Regions from separate parts of the Ovis aries genome. Here region 1 is linked to region 2. The links are chromatin contacts, called in public Hi-C maps. All regions are on one chromosome and are shown on one strand. Each heading gives the region's core, a stretch centred on a gene start, on an enhancer-like site or on the middle of the called end of the contact. The rest is flanking DNA. Distances are from core to core; before and after follow the strand shown. Region 1 holds the start of YWHAH (tyrosine 3-monooxygenase/tryptophan 5-monooxygenase activation protein eta). Region 2 holds the start of PISD (phosphatidylserine decarboxylase).

Region 1 (7,468 bases), core at 2,899-5,398, 150 kb before region 2:
AGTTAGTAACAGGGTCCATCCAGAGCTGTTCTCAAGAGTAAATGAGAAGGCACACATGGAATCAGACACCCTTTACCGAGTGCCTAACAGGTAAAACGGTCAATTTAATAAACCTGATGAACTGTAACGTGGAACACACACTTGGGGTATCCCCCTCGTCATTATTTCCGAAAAAGTGTGACACTGAAGTCTTATCACTAATATTAAGTTCCAGACAAAGATGAGAAAATACATTTTTGTTTTCTTTAAAGGGAAGGTGGGGTTTTTGACAGCAGGAGCTCTTTTGGGGATAATTTAGCAACCCCAAATCCAGATGGGGACAGCTCATGTCAGTGCAGCAAAGCTATGTGAGCTGCTCACCAAGTGAACGTCTTTTTACCTGAGAATACTGCAGGACCAAAGCAGAGCCCTCTTCCTTCCCCAGCCGTTAAGACAAAGCGATACTCACATGGGCAGCACGGCTTGCTGGTTCACGCACATTTCAAAGGTAGTACCAACGTGGCTGTAGGATGCCACACTGATCACAGTCCTGGTCCACCTCAGAATCATCCTGTTTCCATATCTGCAACATGGGTTACGTCCCAGCCTAGGACGCTCAGCCGTGCTCTCCTTTCGCAGACCACTTGCTGACTCCCTACTTCCTGAGATCTGACAGCTATAGCACTGCGCTGGGCCTCAAAAGCTGCAGCTTTGTTGCCTGCACTTGAGATTTCTACAGACAGCCTTCAAGTCCTTCAGGTGTATTTCTCTCCATCCTTTGTCAATGACTGTGCAACAGTATTAGAACACACCACGCCATCCCAAGTACTTTGACATTTTGTAACCCCACGATTGCCACCTCCGTTTCAGTATGGATGACTAAGGGTTGTGACATGACTGAATGATGTCTATCCATGAGTATTCATTAGAAATCTGATTACTCTTTCCTTAGATCACTCAGATTTATGCACTAATATTTTTATCCCACATTATGGGATTATTTCATAGTTCTCATGAAACTAGGCTCATTTTATGAGGTGATGAACTGCATAAGGTCATTCTAAGCCTGGTCTAACAAGGACTTGGGTTCCAGAATCTTTCACAACTTTTCTTTCCACTGTTCCACTCTATGTAAGCAGTTAGGTGTGAGATGAGCTGGAAGACACACCTTTACTTAACTTCAAAAACATTTCTTGCCTCTTCAAATTAGGGGATGAGGCAGGGAACTGCAGCTCTCAACTGATGTGAACAAACACCTTTGTTTTCAACATTCGTGATTTTTTTTTTAGGCCTTACCAACACCATCCTCCAGGTGACGCTGGCAGCATAAGGAACATCAGTCATTACAGGCAGGCAATATTATTAGGTACCATTTAGATGATAAAGGAAACAGAAGACAAGTTAGAAAAATGAAAGCTAAAAACCCACTTGACAGTAACACCAACATAACTAGTTTTGCACTTCAGAGGACCAGGAGACAAGAAATTGTGAGCTTCAAGGTCACAGAGTGGCCGCATCAGAGCATTCCCTCACTCAGGTGCCTGACAGCAGTCTACTTACCTGCCCTGAAGAAAACCCCCATAAACCCAGAGAGTTAACAGAATCCCAAATCCTCCCAAAAGCTGTATTTCAGGCCTAGGATATTAGTGAAATAGGGACTAAGCCTTCTAAATAACAGTAAAAATTAAACGTTCAAAAGTCAACTTAGGTAAAATGTGAGAAAGTTTTCCACTGACCTTGCTGAGTCCTTTCTAATAAATATATCCATTAATTTAGATGAGAAAAAAAAAATTTCTTTAATAGAAGAAACAGGCATATTGACCAAAAAAGTTCTCATTTTAATAGTAGTTGCCTTGAGGGACTGGTCTCACAGTTCTGAGATGACATAATTAGAGCTTGGATTGCATTTTCAGGAGCCTATCCACCCACCAATCATTTCTGACACCGATGTTATGTTTCCAATACACCTTTGCAAAATCCTACCTTAATGTCTCATAGAAAATCTGTGGACACAAGTAGGAAGCTACAGGAAAGCATTTTTCAAGCCTGCTTACAAAGAGCAGAAAACCAATTATTTTTTCTGTGCAAACTCTATCCCTTTCCTGTTACATCTGTGCACTCTCTCCTTACTTCTCATTTCAAATTTCCGGTTTCCCACAGCTCCACAACTGCCTTCTAGTCATTTCCCCTTAATCTCAATCACTTTGTTTCCAGCTCCTTTTTTAGTCCTCAAAAGGCTTCTAACATTGCAGTCTTCAGGTCCCACTGGTAGGACAGGTGAGGGCCTCACTAAAACGTCCAGAGAGCAGCCTCAACCCCAGTGCCACTCAGCGACTAGGGAGAAGAGGCGCACTTTAGTGTGGCTTGCTGAGTGGACAGAAGTGGCTTTGTCCCATAGATTAAGCTCAGGACTCCTTGCGAGGAAATGCACTCATAGTCAATCTTATTTCTGTAAAATCTGCTAAATTATTAAATCTTTATTTTCTTATGAGACCCTCAGAGTTACAGACTTCAGGTTCCAAACTACATCGCGTCTGGTGTGGATGAAAAGCTCCTTCTTATCTAGCCCATTAACACCCTGCTTGGGCTCAAGTGGAGATAACCAAGGAGTCAACAATTGGGCGGTGGTGATGGTAGTTTCCAGACACCTGGTTCAAGGTATGATGTGGATGACATGGAAAAAGATAATGCTTCAAGTACCCTCCTTACCTGGATAATCCTAAATTTGGACCCCAACAACAGATTTCACAACGACAGATTTTGTATTAATAACAAAAGCCTTAAAAAGGAGCTTTCACATGACTCTGAAATTTTAGAGAGCCAGTGTATTTCAGGATTTTTCAGTACCAAATCCCCTCCCAAGCCAGGAAAAAAGGGCAAAGGAGCTAAATAACCCAGGACAGTCATTCTTGACTTTAACCCACTGGCACTTGCCTTGAGGGATGGGTCAAGGGCAGCTCTGAGTCCCACCCCCCGAGTATCTGAGTCTGCAGGTCTAGGGTGGGGCCCCAGCAGATCCACCCCATCTCAGGAGGTTGTGGGCTGGGTGAACAGGGCAGGTTGCCCACTGTGGCTCTAGCCCTGTGACCTTGATGCAGAGAGATGTTCATTTAGAGAAGACGTGAAATACTACGAGGAGACAGAACAGTGAGGGGGTCGCTGGAACTCTAGGTCTCAGACACGCAGGTGGTGTCTAATCCAAGGCACTGGCCAGGGTGTGGCCGGCCACGATTCCTTCCCCGGAAACGGAGCTGCAGGCGGGTCTCCGAGGATCTCGAGAGGGCAAAGGCACATGGGTTCGGCTGGCCCAGGAGTCGCAACCCGTTTGGGGTTCCAGGCAGACGGACGCAGCATCCGACATGGGAGGGGGCCCCACGCCCTCGCCTGACTGCAGGGTAGGGGTCTCGGCACACAAAGCGGACCCCGGGGGGTGGAGGATGGAACTAGAGCGGTTCAGGCGAGCAGAACGAAAGCGCATCGGGATTACAGCGACTTCGGGTCGTGGCAGCGGAAACCAGTGGAGACAGGGCGCCACTCACTAGGTGATTCTTTATTACAAGTTGGGGTGCGTGGAGGAAAGCGAGAGGGGGTGCCCTAGCCTGGCGGAACTGGCCGGAGGAGGAATGCGGCTCCCCCACGCACCCTCCCCCACTCGGGGCTCCAAGCTGGGATGCCGCGCCCCCCGTCCGCCCGCGGGGTCCCCGCTGCGCCCCCTCCCTGGAGACCCCACCCCGCCCGGCCGCAAGAAATGGCGGGACGCGCGGCGGGCGCGGGAAGCGAGGGCTGCGGGCCGGCGGCCGCGCCCAGGCGGGCGGCGGGCTCGCCCCGGGCCCGAAGGGGCTGCCGCCGGGCCGCCCACCCCTCCCCTACGCCGGGCCCGCGGCCGACCGCCCGGGCTCCCGGCGCGCTCACCGCCTTCATGGCGGAGGCCATGTCGTCGTAGCGCTCCGCCTGCTCGGCCAGCCGCGCCCGCTGCAGCAGCTGCTCGCGGTCCCCCATGTCGCTGAGCCCGGCCTCGCCTCGCTTCCCGCTCCGCTCGCTCGCCCGCGCGTCCTCTCCGGTCGCCGCGGAGGCCGCCGCCGCGCACGCGCACTGGCTTGCCGGCCGGCCGAGGCTGCAGGCAGCAGGCAGCGCCTCTCGCCCGCTCGCTGGCTCGCCCGGCGCTCTGTGGCTCGCGCCGCGGACGCCGCCGAGGGAGGACAGGCGGCCGCGCCGGGGGGGATGGGAGGACGGGAGGACGCCTGCGCAGTGGGAGCGGCCGGGCCGGGCGGCGCGGAGCGGCGCGAGTGGGGGGGGAGGGCGGCCCGGCCCTAACGGTCTATTTCAAGGTGACGTCACCTTCTATAAATAGCTGCGGCCACCGCCCCGCCCCAGAGTCGCGCAGGCGCCGTGCGAGTGCTGCATTTTACCGCCGCAGAGGTGGAGGTGCGAGAGGGGAGACCCGGGGTGGGGACTGCGGGCCGGGCGGCGGGCCGCGCGCGGTCACAGAGGCCCCGCAGGCCGCGCGCTGTCGCGGCCCCAGCCAGAAAGGCGGCTCGGAGTTCAGGATAGACGTCTGGCTTGAGGAGGGACCCGAAAGCAAAGACACTTAGTGCTTGAGAGAGCCAGGAGACCGCGTGCCCGAGGGGCGGGCGGACAGACGCGCGCCCGCCCAGCCTGGCGGTTGGGCTTCTGTGGGCCACACCCTGCGCGCTGGCCCGGCGGGGTGGGGTCCACTCTTCGGGGACGGCCCCACGCACATTCACTCACGGGGTCCCCGCCCTGGGAGGTGGCCTTGTCCCTTTCACCACAGGAGGAGGGACTGAGAGGCCCCGCTGGAACAGGTAACACCACACACCTGCTAGGAGCTGGCCTGGTGCTATAGGCCCTTGCAGGCACGATGCTGTTTAATGCTCACAACCCCACCCCCGTGGGCGCTGCTGGCCTCCCCATCTTTCAAAGCCAGAATAGTGACGTGCTCAAGGTTACACCGCCTGTAGGTTGTGGCACGATTCCCCCTGTGGGAAAGAGGAGAGTGGACCAGCTGTTCACTGAGCCCAGTCCTGGCGTTCCACGGCGAGGACCCCTGGTGCCAGGCTCTGGGCAAGGAAGGAAAATCCCAGTGACTGAAGCCTGGCCAGACTTAGGAAAGCATGCCAAGGGAGGTGCAGGAAAAGGGAGGGGCCTTTTGCTCGCTGAGGATCTTATCGAGTGCCTACTACATGCTCAGCGCTGGGGAAAGGAGTAGCTGCAGAGTAGGATACAGTGCCTGCCTCTGAGAATCAGAGACCTAAGTACTCGAGAGCAGGGGGGCCAGACGTTGAAGGAGGTGAGTCAGGGAAAAGGTCTTAGGGAGTGGGGTCCCAGCAAGGGTGAGGGCTTGGCAGTGAGGAGAGAGGCCTGGCAGTGGGACCTGAGGCGGAATAGAACAAGATCATGGAGTGTTTTCAATGCCAGACTGAAGATCTGAGGCTTTACCCTTGGGTGATTGAGAAGTACCAGAGGCACAGAAGAGATATTTTGGGTCCAGATTCTTGCTCCGCAGAGTCAGATGCATTAGAATGGAGAGGAAGGGGACTTCCCTGGTGGTCCAGTGGTTGGGACACCACGCTCCCGTTGCTGGGGCCAGGGTTCCATCCCTGGTCAGAGAACTAGATCCCACATGCCACAGCTAAGACCTAGCACAGCCAATAAATATTTTTTACAAGGTGGGAGGGCCTCCCTGGTGGCTCATTGGTAAGGAATCCATCTGCCAATGCAGGAAGCATGGGTTCGATCCCTGATCCTGAAAGATCCCACATGCCATAGAGCCAACTAAGCCTGCGTGCCACAGCTGTTGAGCTTGTGGCCTGGAGCCTGGGAATTGCAACTGCTGAGCCCATGTGCCCTGGAGCCTGTGCTCCGAAACAAGAGAAGCCCACACACGGCAGCCGGGGAGCAGCCCAGCTCAGCACCAGCAGAGAGAAGCCAGAGCAGCAACGAGGACCCAGTGCAGTCAGAACAGAAATAAATGTTGAAAGTTATTTAAAAAGAAGGGGGAGAGAGGGACTGAGAGTGGGCCTTCTCTTTACCACCTGTAGAACTAGACTTGAACTGTGTAAAGTCCTATAGAATAGGAGAAATCCTGGAATGTCAGAGCCGGCAGGCCCCTTGGATTCACCACTGTCTGACCCCGTATCCTGCAGCAGGGGAGAGCGAAGTCTCAGGGAGGAGCGGTTGGCCCCAGTTTGCACAGCCAGCGGAGCCAGGGCCTCCGCACTAGGTCTTCTGCCTCCCAGGCTGCCTTCTTCCTGCTGTGATGCTGCGGTGAGGACCCATGACACAGCAGCTAGTGTATGTCTGGAAGGAAGCGCCCACCCCAGGCTTCTCCATGCCTTGAAGAGAATTCTCCCTGGAATTCTCCAAGCAAGAGTAGTGGGGTGGTTTGCTATTCCCTTCTTCAGGGGATCTTCCCAACCCAGGGATCGAACCTGGTTCTCCTGCATTGCAGGCAGACTCTTAACTGTCTGAGCCACCAGGGAAGCCCAGAGAGTGAGAGATACTAGTTTATCGTACATCGTGGGCCCCAGGAGGACAGGTTCCTGTGAGAGGCAGGAGGAGGGCAAGCTCTGAGGGGTGCTTCCGTAGCTCCTCCCAGTCCTTAGCCGGATCTGAGCCCTTCCGGCTTCCGATCATGTTGGACTGAGAGTGATTTCAAAACAGTGAAAATCAGGTAGACTGGGGCATTCCAAGTAACTGATGTTGACGTTCATACATGTCAAGTTGGGGGCGCTGGTACTCCCATAAGGCGCTTTTCTTCTCCCAAAACATCACTGTTTCCACCTCCCACCACCCCTCAATCCTGGCTCCACACCCACTCCTCCACCTAGTTGGCCAGGGCTGTGGCCACCAGTCCAAGGTCCCTGCACAGTCCTCCCCTTCCCGGCCCTCTTTCCTGCACTTGGCACGGCTGCCCACCCCTCCTTAGCAGGCTCTCCTCTTAGCGCTCGTGGCCCTGCCTCTCCTGGCTCCTCTGTACTGCCCCAGCTGCCCCTCCTCTGTCTCCCGTGTGGGCTCGTCTTCTCAGCCTACACAGAAATGCTAGGGCTTCTCAGAGCTCTGCCCAGGCCCTCTGCCCTATCCCGGGTGACTTCATCCCCACCCGCTCTTGAAAGGAAGGGAACTTCTTTCTACCCGATTGCCAGCACTGGGCCAGGGGCTTTGCAGAGATGGGCATATCTTTTCCCTCAAGATAGTCCCTGTAAGGTCAGTAGGACCTCCATCCCCATCTAACAGATGAGGAAATTGGCTTGAAGATATTCCATGACTTGAATAAAATCACACAGCTGGTAGTCAACAGACCCAGGATTCAAGCTCAAATCTATCCACCTCCTGGGCCCGATGGCCCCACAATGTCTTGAGAAGGGGTCAAGGTGTGACTCCCCTTTTAGTGGTCATTCAGATTGTGAAAAGCACACATAAGCCTCCCTCTTGTAGCCTACACACTTAGCAGCATCCATCTCCTTCACCC
Region 2 (6,979 bases), core at 4,388-6,887:
TTGGACGCAGGAAACCCCTCCCCCCTTGGATTTTACCCAGGGACTCACCAATCCAATGTGTTTCTACAGAGACGACTTAAAGAAAAAATGAGATGAAACAAAATCTGACAACACATGAAATCAGTATAATGGTCCTGGCCAGAGAAACCATTGTCAACACAGTATTTGGAAGCTTCTACTCCAGTGCCAAATGTCAAAGGGTTGCTGGGAAGTAGCCAGGGGGCTCCGGAGCAGAGGGTTCCATCTGACCATGGTAAAGGTCCTCGAATCTCTCCCGAGCAACTACAGTGTTTTTTCCTCCTTTTAATACCACGAGGACCTGGTGTGACAGTAGATGGGGTCCTACGAGAAGGGTCGTGTCTTTTACTGTACGTGGGGGGGCTGGGCAGGCCACAATGAAGACGGGAGATTCTGTGTACTGCAACTAAGACCTGGTGCAGCCAAATGATTTTTTTAATGGAGCTAGAGATGAATCCACGCACCCTGTTCACCTTATCTTTGACAAAGGAGGCAAAAATATACAATGGAGAAAAGACAACCTCTTTAACAAATGGTGCTGGGAAAACTGGTCAACCACATGTAAAAGAACCAAATTAGAACACTTTCTAACACCATACACAAAAATAAACTCAAAATGGATTAAAGATCTAAATGTAAAACCAGAAACTGTAAAACTCCTAGAGGAAAACATAGGCAGAACACTCTAACAATCGTTTCCAACTCTTTGCGACCCCATGGACTGCAACGCACCAGGCTTCCCTGTCCTTCACCATCTCCAGGAGCTTGGTCAAACTCATGTCCATTGAGTCAATGATGCCATCCAAACATCTTATCCTCTGTCGCCCCCTTCTCCTGCCTTCAATCTTTCCCAGCATCAGGGTCTTTTCAAATGAGTTGGCTCTTTGCATCAGATGGCCAAAGTATTGAAGCTTCATCTTCAGCATCGGTCCTTCTAAGGAAAAGGATTGATTTCCTTTAGAATGGACTGGTTGGATCTCCTTGCAGTCCAAGGGACTCTCAAGAGTATTCTCCAACACCACAGTGCAAAAGCATCAATTCTTCAGCATTCAGCCTTCTGTATGGTCCAACTCTCACATCCATACATGACCACAGGAAAAACCATAGCTTTGACTAGATGGACTTCTGTCGGCAAAGTAATGTCTCTGCTTTTTAATATGCTGTCTATGTTTGTCATAGCTTTTCTCCAATGAGTGGGACCTTCGTTTTTTGAATGCTGAGTTTTAAGCCAGCTTTCACTCTCCTCTTTCACCTTCAAGAGGCTCTTTAGTTCTTCTTCACTTTCTGCCATAAGGGTGGTGTCATCTGCGTATCTGAGGTTATTGATATTTCTCCCGGCAATCTTGATTCCAGCTTGTGCTTCATCCAGCCTAGCGTTTCTCATGATGTACTCTGCATAGAAGTTAAATAAGCAGAGTGACAATATACAGCCTTGACGTACTCCTTTCACAATTTTGAACCAGTCTGTTGTTCCGTGTCTGATTCTAACTGCTGCTTTTTGACCAGCATACAGGTTTCACAGGAGGCAGGTAAGGTGGTCTGGTATTCCCATCTCTTTAAGAATTTTCCAGTTTGTTTTGGTCTACACAGTCAAAGGTTTTAGCATAGTCAATGAAGCAGAAGTAGATATTTGTCTGGAATTGTCTTGCTTTTTCTGTGATCCAGTGGATGTTGGCAATTTGATCTCTGGTTCCTCTGCCTTTTCTAAATGCAGCTTGAACATCTGGAAGTTCTTGGTTCACATGACTGTTGAAGCCTGGCTTGGAGAATTTTGAGCATCACTTTGCTAGCGTGTGAAATAAGTGCAATGTGCGGTAGTTTGAGCGTTCTTTTTTTTTTTTTTTTTAGTTTGAGTATTCTTTGGCATTGCCCTTCTTTGGGACTGGAAAGAAAACTGACCTTTTTGAGTCCTGTGGCCACTGCTGAGTTTTCCAAATTTGCTGGCATATTGAGTGCAGCACTTCAACAGCATCATCTTTTAGGATTTGAACTAGCTCAGCTGGAATTCCATCACCTTCACTAGCTTTGTTCATAGTAATGCTTTCTAAGGCCCACTTGACTTTGCACTCCAGGATGTCTGTCTCTAAGTGAGTGACCATACCACCATGGTTATCTGGGTCATTAAGATCTTTTTTGTGTGTGTAGTTCTGTGTATTCTTGCCACCTCTTGTTAATATCTTCTGCTTCTGTTAGGTCCATACTGTTTCTGAGCCATGGCGGAGCCACTGGGGAAGCCCAATTAAACTATGCAGCCCAGCAATTCCACTCCTAGGTATATACAGAAGAGAAGTGAAAACACATGTCTATACAGCTAACCACATATGAATGTTTATAGCAGTATTTTTCATAATTGCTAAAAGGTAGAAGTGATTAACTATGAATGGATAAAGAAATGCAGTCTATCCATATAATGGAATACTATTCAATCATAAAAATGCGGTACTGGTACATGTTATAAAATGGACAAACCATGAAAATATGCTGAGAGAAACCAGTTATGCAAATGCATATATGATTTCATTCATATGAAAATGCAAAATAGGGAAATCTATAGGGACAAAAAGTAGATTATTTATTGCTTGCATGCTCAGTCACTTTAGTGATGTCTGACTCTGCCACCCCATGGACTGTAACCCACCAGGCTCCTCTTTCCATGGAACTTTTCAGGCAAGGATACTAGAGTGGGTTCCATTTCCTCTTCCAGGGATCTTCCCAACCCAGGATCAAACCAGGGTCTCTTGAATTGGCAGGAGGATTCTTTACCACTAAGGCCACCTTGGAAGCCCCCATTCAAGAAATGGCAACCCACTCTAGTATTCTTGCCTGGAACATCCCACAGATAGAGGAGTCTGGTGGGCTGCAGTCCATGGGGTCACAAATCAGTTGGACACAACTGAGCAACTAAAGAGCAGCAAGCACTTCATATAAGTGGAATTACACAATACGTGTCCTTTTGTGACTGGCTAATTTTACTTACCATAGTGTTTTCAAAGTTTATTCCTGTTGTAGCATATATCAGTACTCATATATTTTTAAAGAAATATTTACTTATTTGGCTATATTGGGTCTTAGTTGCTGCTCACAGATCTTTTTTCCAGCATAGGAGGTCTTTCAGGTGGTGTCCGGGGTTCTCTCTCTAGTTGTGGCTTGGGGGTTCAGGGGTTCAAGACTATGGATTTATTTAATAGTTGCCCAATAGCCTGTGGGATCCTTGTTCCCCAACCAGGGATTGAACCCATGACCTCTGGGTTGGAAGGAGGATTTTTAACCACTGGACCACTAGGGAAGTCCCTTCGTGCATGTTTTTATGGCTGAATAATATTCTATTATATAGAGATGTCTCAGTTCTATTTGTTCATCTACTGAACCACTTGTTGGCTATTGTGAATAATGTTACTATGAACACTGGTGTACAAATCTCTGAGTCCCTGCTTCCATTCTTTTAGGTTATACCCGGGTGCTTGATTGGGGCTTCCCAGGTGCACTCGTGATAAAGAACTCTGTCAGAAAGATCCCTTGGAGGAGGAAATGGCAACCCACTCCAGTATTCTTGCCTGGAGAACCCCATGAGCAGAGGAGCCTGGTGGGCTACAGTCCGTAGCAGAGTTAGAGTGAGCATGTACACAGGTGCTGGGTCATATGATAATTCTGTGGTTAACTTGTTGAGAAACCACCAAACCATTTTGCATAGCAGCTGTACCATTTTACATTGTTACCAGCAATGCATAAGTGTTCTCATTTTTCAAAATCCTTGCCAACACTTGTTATTCTCCTTTCTCTTTGATTATAGCCATTCTAATGGGTGAGAAGTTGATATCTCACTGTGCTTGTGATGTGCATTTCCCTAATGATTAGTAACATTGAGCATCTTTTATTGGCCTTTGGTATATTATCATTAGAGAAATGTCTGTTTAAGTCCTTTGCCTATGTTTGAATTGGATTATTTGGTGTTTTTTGTTGTTGTTGTTGAGTTTTAGTAATTCTGTATATATTCTGGAGACCATACCCTTATCAGATATGTTTGTTTGCAAATATTTTCTCCCATTCTCAGGGTTGTCTTTTCAATTTATTGACAGTGTCCTTTGATGCACAAAACTTAAATTTTGATGAAATCCAACTTATGTTATTTTGTTGTTGCTTATGCTTTTGGTGTAATATCCTAGAAATCACTGTTGAATTCAATGTCATGAAAATTTCCCTTGTTTTAAGAGTTTTATACAGTTGTAGTTCTTAGCTTTAGGTCTTTGATCCATTCTGAGTTAATTTTTGTATATGGTGTAAGTGTTAGTTGCTCAGTAGTTTCTGACCCTTTGCAACCCCATGGATTGTAGCCCGTCAGGCTCCTCTTTCCATGGAATTCTCCAGGCAAGAATACTGGAGTGGGTAGCCATTCCCTTTCTCCAGGGTATCTTCCTGACCCAGGGATTGAACCCAGGTCTCCAGCACTGCAGGCAGATTCTTTACCATCTGAGCCACCATGTGAATATTCAGTTTCCACAAATGCACTTCATTTTGAAATAATCCCCCTCTCCCACTTCTTTTTTCACCCTGGTTTTGAGTTACTACTCTCAATGAATAGTAAAATCCATTCTATACTCCCCACCCCCTTCAGACTTTTGAAAACCATAAAGGGAAATGTCTCCTCTTCAACAGGAAATCCCATGCCTGTTAGGCTCCCTGTAGGGCCTGGTTATGTCCTAGTTGAGCATAACCAACCATATAGAAATGTCAATAATTGCAAGCACCAGGCAAATATCAAATGCCTGGTGAAGACAAGTACAATTAGCAGCTTAGGGAGGAAAAAGCAGAGCTATATTCCTTTAGTTTGGGGACCCATATTCAGCCAGATTCTAGGCAAAGGGCTTAAAAGGAAGAATGTTTAGTTCATGGGTTTTGGAACTAGAGATGTATGTTCAAATTGTTGCTTTTCTCTTTTATAGCAGTATGCCCTTTAGCATTCTAATGGTTAGCTTTCCTGAGCTCTGATTTCTCTATCTTTAAGAATAATTCTCAGAGCTAGCTGCCGAAGGCAGATACTATTAAGTCTATTTTCACTTAAACCTGAAGGTCAGGAAACTGCAGGAGCACTCACTGTCACATCAGTTACTTCGTGCGACGACTAATTGCATTTCTAGGTGATCCAAGACCTCTGGTCTCTGGACTCCCTGATAGTACAGCGATGGGAGGTGAAGAATGAGACACCGTGGACGCTAAGTCACTAGCACAGAGCTTGGCACTTAAGAAGCGCTTACTCAACGGCAGCTGAGCTGTGGACGCTTTCAGATTCCCCACCCGTAAATGAGCGATTTAGCTCAACTGATCCATTCTCAGATCTTGGGTGAGTCAGATTTTCCGGACACATGCGGAAACGCACGTCGGAGGGAGGAAGGAGAACTGGCAACCCGGCGCCCAGGTCCAGGTTTAGCACAGTGGGCGCGGCCACCTTGCTCACCTATCCGACCCGGCTCTGCAGGTGCCTAAAGGGGCGGTCAAAGGAGCTTAGACACATAGCCCCGCCCCCCCACACTCTGCCTTCTTCATTGGGCCCGAGAGGTCGCGACTCGGAACGTCACATGCGTGCGACCCGCGTGTAAAAGGGGGCGTGTCCCGCCGAGAAGGAGGAGACAAGATGGCGGCGTCCGTGGGGCAGGGATGTCTGAGGTGGCTGCCCGGGGTCGCGTGGCGGAGCAGGTACAACTGTTTGGGGATCCTGCCTCGGGGCGAGGGACGGCCCGAGCCAAGCCGGGGTCTAGAGAGAGGAGTCGTTTCTCTGTCGCGGGCTCGCCCTCAGGAGTGCTCGAGTGGAGACGGAGCCACTCACCTTCACCTCGAGCTCGGGCGCAGGTGCGGCTGCCTCCGCCTAGGACGGTCCGAGTCTGGCCTAAACCTCTCTCTTTGTCCTTTCCACTCCACAAGGGACAAAAAAACAAAAATAGAAACAAAAAGCACCCTCTACACCAGGTGAAAAGGGCTGCGTGTCCGCCACTAGAGCCGAGGCAGGGCTGGACGCTCCTTTCTCTGGGAGTCGTATTGCTGGGACGGGCGCCGAGATGTGGGAAGAGCACTGGAGTGGGAGTTGGGCGGCTTTCACTTTGGATTCTTGGACTCTGAAGTGAGAGGGTAGGATTCCGTAATCTCAAAATAGTCCATGATGGAAATAGGGTCTCGGTTACCCTGGTGACCGTCAACTCTTAGATTGTTAGAGGGGTCATAAATCCAGCCCTTTCTTTTTGGCGAAGTCGAGGCCCTGATAGACGGAAGGACTTGCTCAGTTCCACCCAGCCGGGTAGCAGCAGAGCTGAGACTCCTTCCCAGGTACCTCTGTGTCTCACGCAGGGACCTTTCCTTCAGGCTGCCCACCGTGAGGACATTCATTATTCGAAATAGCTTATGTAAGAACTAGCATGGGAGCGTTTGGACTCTCGGAAAATGGATTAAAATGTTGGTTGCTGTAACTCAGAATCTGTTGCTCGGTGTCATTTCGAAGAGCTAAGATTGTGAGACCCACAACTTTCGTGTTTCGGACTGGCTTCATTTTGTCAGCGTGAATCAGAGCTTGCGCTATAATTTTGGGAAGTAGAGACACTGGTTTCGGGGTGAGAGAGAACAGAAAATGCCATTGCCCTGGACAGGAAAGCTTCACTCTCCTATTATTAACTACTCAGAAATGGTGTAACTTCTCAGGAGAGGGCTCCACAGTGTGGTGGTAACTGTTAGGATTTGAACAAGAGGGTCTCTGTTGTTTTATTGTTACCAGGTGTGCTGTTTATGAGTCAGTAGTAAAATGTGTCATAAGTTGGAAAGACTAAAGAAATGACTGTCATGTGTTGTTTTTTTTTTTAACGATGGTGAGGAAGATGACTTCACCCACTATCATTTAAAAAGGGAAAAAAGTCGAAACTTTAGTACCAGTATAGGTAGAGACAGCTGGATTTAGGTCCACTGGGTAGGAGGAGTGAGG

What was found. Hi-C and Micro-C count contacts between places; a contact is called where the count stands out from the background.
Region 1: a contact with region 2 is called in a Hi-C map of liver, with 4 times the contacts expected there. The contact joins the promoter of YWHAH here to the promoter of PISD in region 2. A contact is called at or near these places in 8 of 16 Hi-C or Micro-C datasets (blood, hypothalamus, liver and 4 more).

Annotation. Positions count from the first base shown.
Region 1 is chr17:70,397,987-70,405,454 of ARS-UI_Ramb_v3.0, reverse strand. YWHAH (tyrosine 3-monooxygenase/tryptophan 5-monooxygenase activation protein eta) reads right to left here and starts at 4,148. Exons shown (of 2, transcript XM_042234097.2): 1 at 1,276-4,148. The coding sequence starts at 1,323.
Region 2 is chr17:70,245,656-70,252,634 of ARS-UI_Ramb_v3.0, reverse strand. It overlaps PISD (phosphatidylserine decarboxylase), which reads left to right and starts at 5,637. Exons shown (of 10, transcript XM_060401333.1): 1 at 5,637-6,979.